Regions from separate parts of the Canis lupus genome. Here region 1 is linked to region 2. A link is a contact called in public Hi-C data. All regions are on one chromosome and are shown on one strand. The core of a region is the stretch at or near the end of the contact, and the rest is flanking DNA. Distances in the headings are between cores, read along the strand shown.

Region 1 (6,573 bases), core at 2,784-5,283, 47 kb before region 2:
GTTAATAGTGTCAAGTACCAGAGCTCAGGTAGCTGAAGGAGACTTAAACGAGGTCATCGGCATTACCAGTGACGCAGTCTTTCTGGGTTGGAGACATTTTTCTATTTTTCAACATGAAAAGTATTTTCTAATGGTACAAAAAGGAAACACATATGCCTCTCTTTCTTTTTAAGGAGCTCATTAATTAATTTGGACAGAACACACTCAGCAGGGGAAGCAAGAGTTTGCCTGAAATGGGCTGGAGGGTTTGAGTAAAAGGGAAGGAGTAGAGATGAAATCGTTCCAGCAGTTTGGCTGTGAAGGGGAGAGCTCCCAGGGTGGCATATTGAAGGTTGGGTTTTCAAAAGAATTGTAAGTCACTGATCAACTAGTAATTCAGGGGAATATTTTGTCTACAATCCAGGCTAACTTGCTGATCCCAAATGACAAGCAGAACAAACATTTTACTTGAGTCCAGAAGCAGTAATGATTTTGAATGTTGCTTATGTCTCAGTAGGAGTCACATTAATACAGAAGGCAATTGATTGCATTGGTCCAATTAAATGGAATTTGTAAGTATTCAGGGCCTGTGTGATTCATGGTTGACTCCGTAGATAGTGGTATTTCTTGTATTTTAAACATTTGAATATTGATTGCTTAATGATTTGTGTCTAACCATGTATTGGAATTAAACTGACTCAAATATGAACTGTAGGTCCTTTTAGTCCTCCTTACGTGAAAAAAGAATTACCTATTTTTCTCCTTAACTTTTAGGCACCTCACATTCTCCAACAATTCTCAAAAAATCCAGCTATTAGTTCTTAATTGTAACACATGCATCTTGAAAAGTTATTTTTAGAATACTTTCTTTTTTTATTCTTCATCGACTTCCTGTGATACTCTACTTTTTCAGTTTCCAAAGGAAGCCAAAGACTGTACATACCAACCAAAAACACGTGTCGTGAAAATCATTTATGTTTTAAACCATGTGCATGTGTACACTTGCGTAGGCCAGTTAATAGATACTACATATCAAAGCAACATCCAAGCAAAGCCTTTTCGGTAACACCTAACTTAAAAGTCTCAATGGAATGATAATTTGAGTTTCTCTGAAGTTCCATGACCTCTAGCAGGGTCTCCAAGGCCACAGCTGGCTGAAGGGCGAGTCTGTAATTAGAAGACACCAGGGTGATCTCAGAATAGAACTTCAAGCCACCTGGGCTACATTTACAGAATCAGCTTCTCTAGAGTAACAGCAACAAAGAAGGGCCTTCCTACTTAATATTTGGAAAAGATCACCTAGGGTGGGGACTTGGGGTTTTCATATGGGTGTTAGCAGGAATCAGGAGTCGGAGGAAAGCTCATTGAGGCATACTCAGGAATAAATCAGCCTATGATATTTAAGGGAGAGCATTCGTGTTTACAAACTTTCTCAAGGGACACATTCTCTTACACCCTAACTTTTGGAATTCAGTATTTTTGTCATACGAACCTGTCACACTTGCAAAATATGGGCTCAGTATCAGCAGACATTTATGTCTGTCCTTGTGTCACTTGGCTAAATCACTTGGGTTCTTTGGGGACTTGGGCTCTTTTTTGGTAGAAATCAACAAGACTAATAAACATGTTTCCACCATTGTGGCGTGTTCATGTATTCTTTGCAGGGGTGAGCAGATTCTTGACACCACAGATTGTTCTTGTTAAAAATGATCACAGGGCTGCCTGAGTGGCTCAGTTTTTAAGCGTCTGACTTGATTTCGTCTCTGGTCATGATCTCAGAGTTGTGAGCCTAGGTCAGGCTCTGCACTGGGTGTGGAGCCTGCTTGAGATTCTCTCTCTCTCTCTCCTGCTCCCTCTGCCCCACCCCCCATACCTCCTTACTTCCCTCTCAAAAAAAAAAAAAAAGTGATCATGTTTGGTGTTAGAACCGTAGACTTATGTATTTAATTTAAAATCAATGGCTATCCTCTCTCTGGGGCTTTTCTTCTTGGGCTCACCTCTTTTATTCACCATCCTACCTTTGTCTTTCTTGTACAGAATTTACTGTCACTCATTCCCCAGTAGCACAAAGTGATTACTTTAATAGGGGTTTTTTGGAGGGAACCATAGCCTTTAATGATTTTGATGGTGGGATTTTAAGCACATTGATAGGTGAGTGTAAGATGGGGGGGTAAGGCAGGGAGTGAGGAGTCCAGGAGAGCTAATCATTCCCCTGATCATACAAGGAAAGCTTTCCTTGATATCTAGAGGGTCAGAGAGATTACTTTTAACTCTTTGCAAGGCCTGGAGTTTGATGGTTCGGCAGGGGAAGAACCTCATAGGCCATGGCTGGTATCTGAAAATGACATTAACAGTCAGCTAGTAACACCCTCTTTGTTTATAGTACTCTTCTTCCAAGGAGGTCAAATGAACAAAATTCACTTTCAGAAAATCCCTGTGAGGCAGAGAGAGAGAGAGAGAGTATACACAGTCTATTTTACAGATGGAGAAATGGAGGCAGAAAGTTGCACATCATGTGGTTCAGCCACATTTGACCCAGAACCCAGTGTCTTGGCCAGAGTTATCCTTTGAACCAAGGCAAGACGCTGCTGGGCCCTGGGCTTCAGAAGGCTTGGCTCTGGCCCTCCTCATAAGGGTGAGCACTCCCAGGGCCACAGAGCCATGCCACCGGAGTTAGGAGTACCCGACCAGGGACCCCAGAATTCCTTGCCCTGAGGCCCCTAAGTGCACTTTCAGAGCCTGCATGGGCCTCCTCACTGGATCTGTCCTGAGCACTGACAGAAGCACTGATGTGTGTACCTCTCTCTCCAAGTCGTGGTCCTGACTAGTGAGTACAGTGTGGTGGGGTGTGGAGGGGTGTGGAGGGGTGTGGAGGGGTGGGGGCTTGTACAGCTGAAGCCCACTGGAGTATAATGGAGCTGGGGGTGGGAAGACAAGGGGTTTGACACCCCCCCCTCCACCACATTCTTGTCAAAACTCAGGTCAGACCCTGAAGAGTCTTTATGTGAACCTGCCCTTCCAGGTTGCTTCAAAGACATCTTTGTCAAGGCAGGAGACCTTTATTTTACATTTTGTTGGCTGGCTGTATGATTTAAATATTTAGACAAGGTTTGTGGGCCTCCATTCGCACTTGGGCTTCTGTCCCTCAAATGTTATGGGCTGTGTGCTTCTGAGTGTCATGGCTAAGCCAGAGGAGGAAGCTGGAGAACTGGAATGGTTCTATAATTTCACAACCGTGATCCTCTAGCTGCACTTTGCAAATCTACAGAAGCCAAAACACGAGCTCTGTGTATTTATCACTGAGACTCCCACCAATATAATGAGCATAAAAAGGGGGACACTCATTCACATTGTTCCTTTTTTTTTTTTTTTTTTTTTTTTTTGTGGCCTCCCACCTCCCCCTCGTTTTGCAAAAAGAAGGAGCAAGAGGCTTTTCACTGGCCCTCGCAGGGACCTGGGAGGCCCAGGCTGGGAATCCCAAAGGCAATAAATAAGTCCCCTATTGAATACCAAAGTCAGGGTTTGTGGTGGAAAACAAAAACTGCTAATTATCCGGAGGACTGTCCGTCTTCCCCCACACCCTGGGCATTTGAAAGGAAAGGCTAAAGGGTTGGTGTCCGGAGGGGTTTCAGCCGCTCAATCCCTCCGACCGGGGGGAAGTAACAAAGGGGGGAAAACTGCTGAAAGCACGAGTTTGGAGGAAGCGGCTTCCACCCGTGCTATTGGCCCAAGGGAACGTGCAAGGAGACAGTCCCTGGCTCGGCCCCAAGCCCCGGGCTGCGCGCTCTCCCCGGGCAGGCGGGCTCGGGCGGGGCAGGGGGCTCCCGGGGCCCCCCGCGCCCCTGCCCCCCGCCCCGCGCCCCCCGCGCCCTGCCCGGAGCAGCGGGACGTCGCCCGTTTAAGGGGCGGGGCGCGGCTCCACGTGCTTTCTGCTGAGTGACTGAACTACATAAACAGAGGCCGGGGAGGGGGCGGGGAGGAGGGAGCGAGCGGGCTTTGACCGGTAGTAACCCCGGCGCCCGGCGCAGCCGAATCTATAAAAGGAACTAGTCGCGGCGAAACCCCGGTAATTCCGAGCGGGAGCGGGCGCGGCCGGCACCTCCGTCCCCGGGGCAGGTGGGACCGGCGCACCCACAGCCCGCTTCTCGGGGTGCTCTGCCCCTCGCCCCCCCCGTGTCCCCCCTTCTCCGGAAGGGTTTTCCAGGGGTGGGGGCAAAGACGCGCACAGAACAGTGGAAAGCAGGTAAGAGGCTCTCCAGCGACCCGGGCGTTAGGGATCTTGCTTACGGGCCGCCGAGGCTGGGGAGGCGCGGGGCTGGGGGCGGCAGCCCGAGCCCCCTGCAGCGGGTGGGGCGGGGGCGGCGTAGGTGGGGAGGGCGCCCGGGACCCGCGGGAGCTGCCGCGCTCGGGGCTCCGCCGGGAAGCATCCCTGGGCGCGGGCGCCGCGCGGCGGGGGCCCTGGTGGCACCGGGGCGCTGCTCCCCGAGAGCCGCACCGGCACCCCGCGCTCCCCTTCGTTGCGGAGAGCCCGAGCCGGCCGCGAACCCCTCGGGCCGGGGGGGGGCGGGGGGCGCAGCCTCGGGCCGTTCTTCCCGGGGCCGGCCTGGCCGGGCTCTGACCTGGGGCTCGCCCCGTGCGCCCCCGGACCGCCCGCAGCGCGCTTCCTGCGCCCCGAGAACTCGACCGGGCGCCGTCCCGAGCGGGCTCTGCCGGCGCTGCGGGCCACTTGGGGGGCCCCGGGGCGCCCGCCCCGCTGGGGTCGCGGTCCGTTCCTTTTAAAGACAAAAGACTTAGAAGAAGAGGCTGCGGAAACCTGGAGCTGAGGTGCGCGGCCCCCCGCCCCCCATCCTTCCTGCCCTTTGCCGCCTGGTCTCTTGGGGCAGCCTGAGGCCGGGCACGGGTGCGGAGGCCGCGGCGAGACGGTGCCGCGGAGTGACCGGGAGTAACCCCGGCGGGCGGCGCGGAACTCGGAGCTCCGCCGCGGGGCTGGGCGGGGGGAGGGGGGGCGGGGATGGAGGAGGAGGCGGGGGATGCAGGGGGGCGGGGATGCAAGGAGGGAGGGGGATGCAAGGAGGGAGGGGATGCAGGGGGGCGGGGGGTGCGGGGGATGCGGGGGGAGTGGGGGATGCAAGGAGGGAGGGGGATGCTAGGGGGAGTGGGGGATGCAGGGGGGCGGGGGATGCGGGGGGGGATGCAAGGAGGGAGGGGGATGCAGGGGGGGCGGGGGATGCAGGGGGGCCGGGTTCGGGCTGCCGGTGGCTTCGGGGAACCGGTCCGCAGCGCCTCCTGGCCGGAGGGCCTGGGAATCGACCCTGTGGCCGGAGGGGGGGCCCGGGCTCCGGGAGGGGCTGTCGCTCTGGGGTTCCGACTGAGATCCGGTGGAGACGGGTGGCTGGAGACGGGGAGGAAGCCCGGGCGAGGAGGCCGTCCGGTGGTTCCTTATCAGGATGCTTCGATTCCCAGATCCATGTTACAGGAGAAGGGTCCTGGCGCGGGCCAGAGCCGAGGCTGTGTGTAGTGGCTTTACCAGCACTTATCTTATAGAAGGATATGAACAAGATGCATGTGTGAGAGACAGAGAGAGAGAGTGAGAGAGAGAGAGAAGCCTCTGGCCCTGGAAGCAGTTGGCCCCTATCTTTTGCAGCATTGATACCGTCAGCTTTTAAAACCCCAAACTATTATTCAGTGACACCTCGCACAGAGAGTGGGTGGTATATATACATCCATGTAAGAGGACATATTTGATATTATGAAACATTTCCTTGGTGATGAAAATCAGCAAGTCACTTTTTAAGGGCCCCAGCCCCCCTCCCCCCCCAACCAAGAACACCTTACAAAATTTTCCAAGTTCAAAAGCAGTTTTACTGTTTTGTTTGTTTGTTTGTTTGTTTGTTTGTTGTTTTTAAACAATCGTTTGGGACCCAACCTAGGTTTTGAACTTCTTTTCAGACAGAACTTAAATCCTAACTTTAAAAAAGGGCTTCCTTTCTCATCTTGCCTTTTATTTCAGCCCATTTTTCTCATACCTGCCACAAAAATAATGGAGGTTTCCTGTTGTTTGAATCATTCCCTTGAGACACTTCTCCTAAACCAAAGTGTGAAAGCACGGAGAATGTTCTGGAGTAGGACCTCTTCAGATAATAAAATAATTTTCAGGTGCAGAGTGTTCATTGTCAGCCTGTTCCCCAAATGCTCCTATACAGCAAATAATTCATGACAGTTTAAAGAAATTTTGGATACGCAGAGCAAATTGGTATCTACTTGAAAAACAAAAAATAAAAAACCCCAACAGTAGTAGAATCAGATTGGCCAGGCTTAATGATTTAAGGGATGAGAATTGCTGTTCTAGCCAGAGTAATTCCCTTGCAAGGACAAGCCTCATGTTCCACAATGACATATCTGATTGTGAAGGGGCCACCTGTGATATGTGTGTCTCCTCCTCATGAGCATCTGAAATCTCAACCTTCATAAATATTTCAATCTACATCTAAATGGAGGCCTGTAATGGACACATTTTTTTTTTTTTTTTTTTTTTTTTTTTTTTACTTACGGCATATTTACAGTTCATATGAGACAATGGTCAGTCTAGGGTTC
Region 2 (6,268 bases), core at 2,943-5,442:
ATGAGCTGATATGGGTAAAGCATCTAGTGCAGTGCTGGGCACATAAGAGACACCAGGCTTGTACTTCAGGTCACTGCATATCATGCAAGATAGGGATTTTTTTGTTTCTTTGCTCAAGAAAAGAGCTGAAGCTCAGAGAGGCTAAGTAACTTGCCTAAAGCATCATAGTTGGCAAAGGGAGAAAAAGAACTACAACTTCAGTCTTTCATACTCTGCTGTTACTATGTCCTCTAAAGAGAGCAGCCCGGGGTAGCCAGAAACTTCCCCAAGGTCACAGGATACAGGACACGGATGGCTGGCATCAGCAAGGAGACAAGAGGGCTTCTGAGAGAAATAGCAGACTTCCTCCACTTCCCGGCTTCAAGGGGGAACAGACATGGGTGGAACGTTCCCCAAGGCCCATCTAGAGAGAACATCCTGTGACTCATAGCCATTCCTCCTTCCCTGCCTGAACCCCTTCATTCCATTTGCACAGCCACCGAAGTTGAGGCTGCAGCCCCAAACTTTGTCTTCTGTCCTTGTGGGTCCCCTATGAGTCATCTTTTTGGGAGATCTGATGATACATGTGTCAACAATATGTCATCAGACTGGAAATTCTTTGAAATCTTTGCGTGATTGCAATTCACGTTCTGCATGCACTTGTTGAAAGTTCTGATCGAGGGCCTGGGGTTTCACATTTGAAACCTTTCCAACCTACTATGAGAAAGTTTTCCCAGACCTGTGAGGGCTGGGCTATGTCCGAGAGAGCCCAGGCCGCTGGTTTGCATCCAGGGTAGGGTCTAACCCCAGCTAGGCTGTAATCAGGTGGATGCAGTGCTGCAGTGCTATGTTGAAATATTACTTCAACTAAATTGAATCAAAGGTCAGCTTTACCCAGACAAGAATAGAAAACACAATTGCACTCAATTACAGGACAGCATGTACCCCACAACATCAGACTGCCTTTAAAACATTGGATTGTGTCAAGAACAGTGTTTCATGTGTCTTGCTTTTCCAGTGCAAGATTTATGTACCCCATGGGTGGCAAAGAGGAACTCGGGAGCCCAGTGTGTTTCTAGTTGAAAGCTTCCCATTTCTTGCCCTCTCATCACTGTTGCTTTGAGTCACAAAAGACAATCTTGGAATGACACTCGGTCCAACAGATGAAGTTGCAGCAAGTACTGATGCTGTTTTACATTTTGATACATGGGTACATTGAAGGCTTACAGCGCCATTAGCAGGTTGGTGTTGTCTCAATTTTTTTGAGGAGGAAACAGGCTTAAAAGGGATATGTGTCTATTGCCTAAGGTCACAGAATAAAGCTGTAAGTTGAATCTGGGTCTGTTTGACTTAGGCTTAATAGCATCTTTCCACCACACCATGCTGCCCTGTTGCCTTATTCCAATACCAGGAATCTTGGGTGGCATTATCCATCTTTCGATGCCAAAAATGTGATGAAGCGATTTTAAAGAGTATAGTGATTCATTGAATTCCCCATCAGGTAGAAAGAGCCAAAGCTTTTTAGCCAGAGCTGATTGAATTCAAATATGTCACTTGCTTGCTCTGTGACCTTGAGCGGGGTGTTAACGTCTCTGGGTCTATTTCCATGTTTGAAAAATGGGATTACAACATTTCTCATAAGCTTGTTTTAGGCGTTCTAGAAAAGCAATACATATAAGGAATCTGATGCTCTGTAAATGCTAATTACCTTCCTCTGGTCACAAATCACTGCTGTGTCCCTATCTTGATACAGTTTATTCCTTTTGAAGGGGAAAGCTAAGTTATTTATACATTATATATATGAACAGTTATTCCTTAGTTCTGCCCTGGAAAGAATCTCAGCCCCTACCTCATCTTAAACTCCTTTTCCTTTCCTGTGTTCCTGAGATCTCGGGGTCCTGGGGCTAATTCTGATCCCACGCCGCCTGGTGTTAGGAGCGTCTGGTCTCATTTTCAGTGGAGACCAGCTTCTCAGTGAGGATTGAATGCCTCAAACTCTTTTCTTTCTTCCCATCTCTTCCCCTCTGCCCTTTCTCTTAGATTCAGTCTTTCCTGTTCTTGGATCCTGTGCTTCTTCATGCTTTTGGCCTCTTTCCTTCTCTTTGTTCTTTGCCTTTTCTGAGCATCTTCTCTCACCTTCCTACAAAGGCCTCCCTGGCCTTCACTAAGCACTCTCCATGCACAGTGCTTTCAGCTCTCCTCTTGCTTTGCCCAATACTGGCTTCTCCCTCTTTCTCTTCAGGTCCAGAGTTCATGTGGGTCAACATGACATCTGGTACCTTGCATCTTCTGTTACCTTCATTTCCTGCTGGGCTTCCACAGCCAGACGGTCACCCTCATGGCATCAGGAGTGCCCTTGGCCCATGCTGGCACATCACCCTTTCCCCCTGGGGCCACAGTCTCCACTGGTTCCTTGGGGACCTGGTTGCCATTAGGGTTCTCAGCTGACGTCAGTCCTCATTCCAGGGGGGTACTGACAGCACCTTGCCTACTTCTCAGTAAGACAGTGGGTATGCTACTGCCTTAGAAGATGTCTTTCTCGACCTCCTGCTTTTAATGGTGACTGTGGAGTAGCAGACAGGGCTGGAGGCTCACAGGTCTGCCCACCTGATCCTTTCTCCATCTCCTCACGGCTAAGACAAGGATCATGTCTTCATATAGCATCTCTTTTGTTACAGGCTCCTGCCTTCACAGAGCACTGGGAAATATTGCTCCTTTGAACCACACTACTAGTGCTTCGGGTTTAGTAGCCATTTTGTAGCTTGTTGAATTAATGCAAGTTAACCTGTGTGTAAAATACTTTAAGGAATAGGTGTTTTGTAAGCTTTAGAATACTTCTGTTGGTCTCAGGAGAAGACTCTGGCTTCCTTGGTACTTGCTACAAAGGGTTCAGCGAGCGTGACCCTAAATATTCTGGTTTCTCTTGGGACCCTTTCACGTAATTATCATCTATGACTTTATCAACATTTGTTTTGAACTTGTTTAAACAAACCCGCACTCCTAGTAAAGGTAAACCTCCATTTCTAGAAAAGTGGAGGCTCAGAGAGCTCAAGTGACTCCTCCAAGGGGGTCTGGAAAATGACTGGAAAATTCTGGAACTGAGGTTTGAACCAGGTTAGCCAGTCTCCAGAACCTGAGACTGTTTCGTTATGTCTTGGTATCCCCTCAGCAAGCCCTCACTGTGGTGAAGAAATCTCTCGGGTTGGGAAGCCCAAGCGCAGATGCACAGTGGACAAATTCTGAAGCTGTACCCATCCCAAGCTCCTGACCTCTTCTCACCCAGCCCTAAGGGGTCACCCAGGGAGCAGCCACTCTCCCTGTCTCACTCTGCTGCCCAGAGCCCCGAAATTCCCAGAGAGGCCCTGGTCTTCCCAGAGAGGAGGGTCCAGCCATCTCAAGGAAGCTGGCAGTAGCTATCCCTGGAGAAGAAAGTAGAGCCCTAACATCAGGAAAAAAAGGAAAGCCCTAACTTACCAGCCCTTTCTAGCAGAGAAGTGTCTTAAGGTTTTGTGTATATGGCCAGACAAGTTAGAATCTGGCCTGGTCCCCTCCAGGTCATTGCCCATTTGACAGGGCAAAGGCTGGGAGACCCTCCTGGGGTCATTTTAAGAAGAGTTTCTGGGCCCTTGGATGCTGACGTGATCTCTTTCTCTGCTTTTTCTCATTTTCCTCCTCCACCCACTTCTCAAGCCACTGATTGCTGTGGTTCCTTTTCATGTTGAACAAAAGAGACTACAGGGATCTTGAAACTCGAGCTGGGGACTGGAGGGTACTGACCGAGAGTAACCCCTGCCTGTGCCGAGGGCTTCCCTCCTCCGCCTTCCTGCCCGCCCTCCCTCCTCCCCGCCAGCCCTCCCCCTCCTCCCCACCAGCCCCCCCTTTCCCACAGGCCCTCCCCGCCCTTCCTGGTCCTCAGCTGTGCTCAGCCAGGCTGGGGAGAAGCAGAAGCAGCTCTAAGTGACCATGAAAACATGTTGCCGGGTGCAGGGCCTCCCCGCTGTCTGCTGTGGAAGTGTTTCCTCGGCCTGGTCAGTGAGGCCGGGCCCTGAGGATTGGCAAGAAACGGAGGCATCGGCCCTGTTCTTCCTCAGCCCACAGACACATATTTCACTTGTTTTGTTCTTCAGACTCTAAGATCCTGAATTGGGTTTTTGTTTTTGTTTTCTTTTTCTCCTTTCCTTTGCCCTACCTTTGTACATCCAAAGCAAAGCTCTTGGGAAATGGACAGGCCACCCTTCGGTCCATATTGGAGAGATTGTAGCGGGAAAGCTCTCTCCGCCTTCTGCTGGGTAGTGACTCTGAGTCTTCTCCGTGGGCAGCAGGGCCTCATGTTGAATTTAGCGAGCATCCCAGCTCCGTGGTGACTGTTCTGTGACAAGCATGCACCCCCTCTCAGTTCCCTGCGTCACCTGTTGAGGCTCATCAACTCTTTGCCTCTGAAAGAGTGCTTTTACATTCTTGATCTTGGTTTTTATGACATCTTGTGATTGTTATTAGCTCCATTGTGCAGCTGAGGAAACTGAGGCCCAGAGAGATTAAAAGGGGAGAAGCGAGGTTCATGGCTCCACACTTAGGAAAGAGCAAAGCTAGGACTTGGATTCAGATCTTCTGGTGCCTCTTCTGTGCTGGGCACTGCTGTGCTTTGAAATTACAAAGTCCTGGCCCTCAAGACACTTTTTTTTTTTTAGATTTATTTATTTTAGAAAGAGAGAGCAAGAGAGAGTGAGTAGGGGGAGCAGAGGGATAAAGAGAATCTCAAGCAGACTCCACGCTGAGAATGGACTGTGATATGGGGCTCCTTCTCATGACCCTGAGATCATGACCTGAGCCAAAACCAAGAGTCAGACTCTTAACTGACTGAGGCACCCATGCCCCCCTCAAGGCATTTCTGTTCTTCTGATGAGAAAGATGTGTGCCCAGACAATGGGAGCTCCATCTATGTGCTGTTTGAAGGAAACACAGGAAGCTATTAGAGCACAGAGGACAGCCACTTAACCCCAGCTTGAGTGTGAGAAAGTCAGGGCAGGCTTCCTGGAGGAGATGGTTCACGGGCCAAGAAAAAAAGAGTAGAGGTTAGCTAGGCCAAAGAGAAGAAGGACTGTTCAGACATCTGGCTTTCTCCATATTCTTGGCTTCTTTACTCATTCTCCTGCCAGCTGCATAATGGAGAAAATGGAGACCAGAGGTACAAAGCCACCCCACTCTGGTCTCCTGCTACACTCCTTTCTCCTCCTCCCATTCCACTCCCCAAATCTTAAGTTTTGAGGAATCTCCTCTATGTTTATCTGCTTGTTGACTTATTTTTTTCCACTGAAAAACATTTATAGAAGCTACTGTGTACACAGCACTATGACTACAGAGTGTCCTGGCCCTGCCATGATGAGGGATCTCCCCAGCCACAACCTCAGGAGATTTTTGGCCCTCTTGCCTTTTTCCAGAATTAGGCGTCGGCCTGACTCTTCCCATTCCGCCTAAGCACTTGCATGAACTGTCTTCCTCATTCCTTCTACTTTATTGACATGTCTCTTCATCTCCCTTATCAGCCTTAAGAGTTCTTTGAGGGCAAGAACCGAGTCCTTACCTTCTCGTTACACTTCACTTAGGTACATTGGTAAAGTTAGATGAAAGAAAATCCTTTCCAGCAATCACAAAATTATTACCATTTATTGAGCATATACTATGAGCCAGTTATTCACCATTCATGCTTTACCCATGAATATCTCCAATCTTCATATCTTGCAAAGGTGCTGATACTCTTATCCTTTACCTTTTAGGTGGGAAAAATTGGTCTCGGGAAGGCAAAATGCATTTCTCAGTGAACAGTAGAGTCCAGCACCAAAGTTAGGTTTTTCTGGTCCCAGATCCCTGATCTTTGTGCCACTCTACCATTTCTCAAACTCAGCTACAATTGCCTGGGGAGCTGTATAAAATTCTGACACCTGGGTGTCAGCTCCAAAAGCTCTGATTAGACGTTGGGGCTTGTAGCCTGGGCATTGGGGTTCTTGTAACATTACCTATCTGAGCGTAATCAGAGCCAAGGTCGGGAACCAGGCACCGCACCACACCACACTGCCTTCCTTTGTGCACACAGGCTGTGGCTGTTGGTGGTGGTGTATGAATCTAAGTCCTCATGTGTGGCATGCATGTGATCAGAGTGGGAGTTCTTTGTCGCCAAGGGTCTTTGGCCCGCCCTGCTGCTTCCCCACCCAGCGACCTCACCACCCAGCGCACGTGCACTGCCAAGGGTTGTTGACTGTTGAATCGGCCTCTTGGTTTTTCTGTCTCATCC

What was found. Hi-C and Micro-C count contacts between places; a contact is called where the count stands out from the background.
Region 1: a contact with region 2 is called in a Hi-C map of blood, with 1.6 times the contacts expected there. The contact joins the promoter of ABCA1 here to the enhancer-like site in region 2. A contact is called at or near these places in 2 of 9 Hi-C or Micro-C datasets (both in blood).

What each region holds. Positions count from the first base shown.
Region 1 is chr11:61,251,513-61,258,085 of UU_Cfam_GSD_1.0, reverse strand. It overlaps ABCA1 (phospholipid-transporting ATPase ABCA1), which reads left to right and starts at 4,033. Exons shown (of 50, transcript XM_038553002.1): 1 at 4,033-4,222.
Region 2 is chr11:61,205,330-61,211,597 of UU_Cfam_GSD_1.0, reverse strand. The region is part of intron 5 of ABCA1 (phospholipid-transporting ATPase ABCA1); the gene reads left to right. Among named protein-coding and RNA genes, the nearest start is that of ABCA1, 46 kb to the left of the region's middle. Within about 2 kb of position 4,192, at least 10 of the 20 cell types and tissues checked have an H3K27ac peak or open chromatin away from gene starts, as enhancers often do. A contact at or near this core is called in blood, where this site is marked.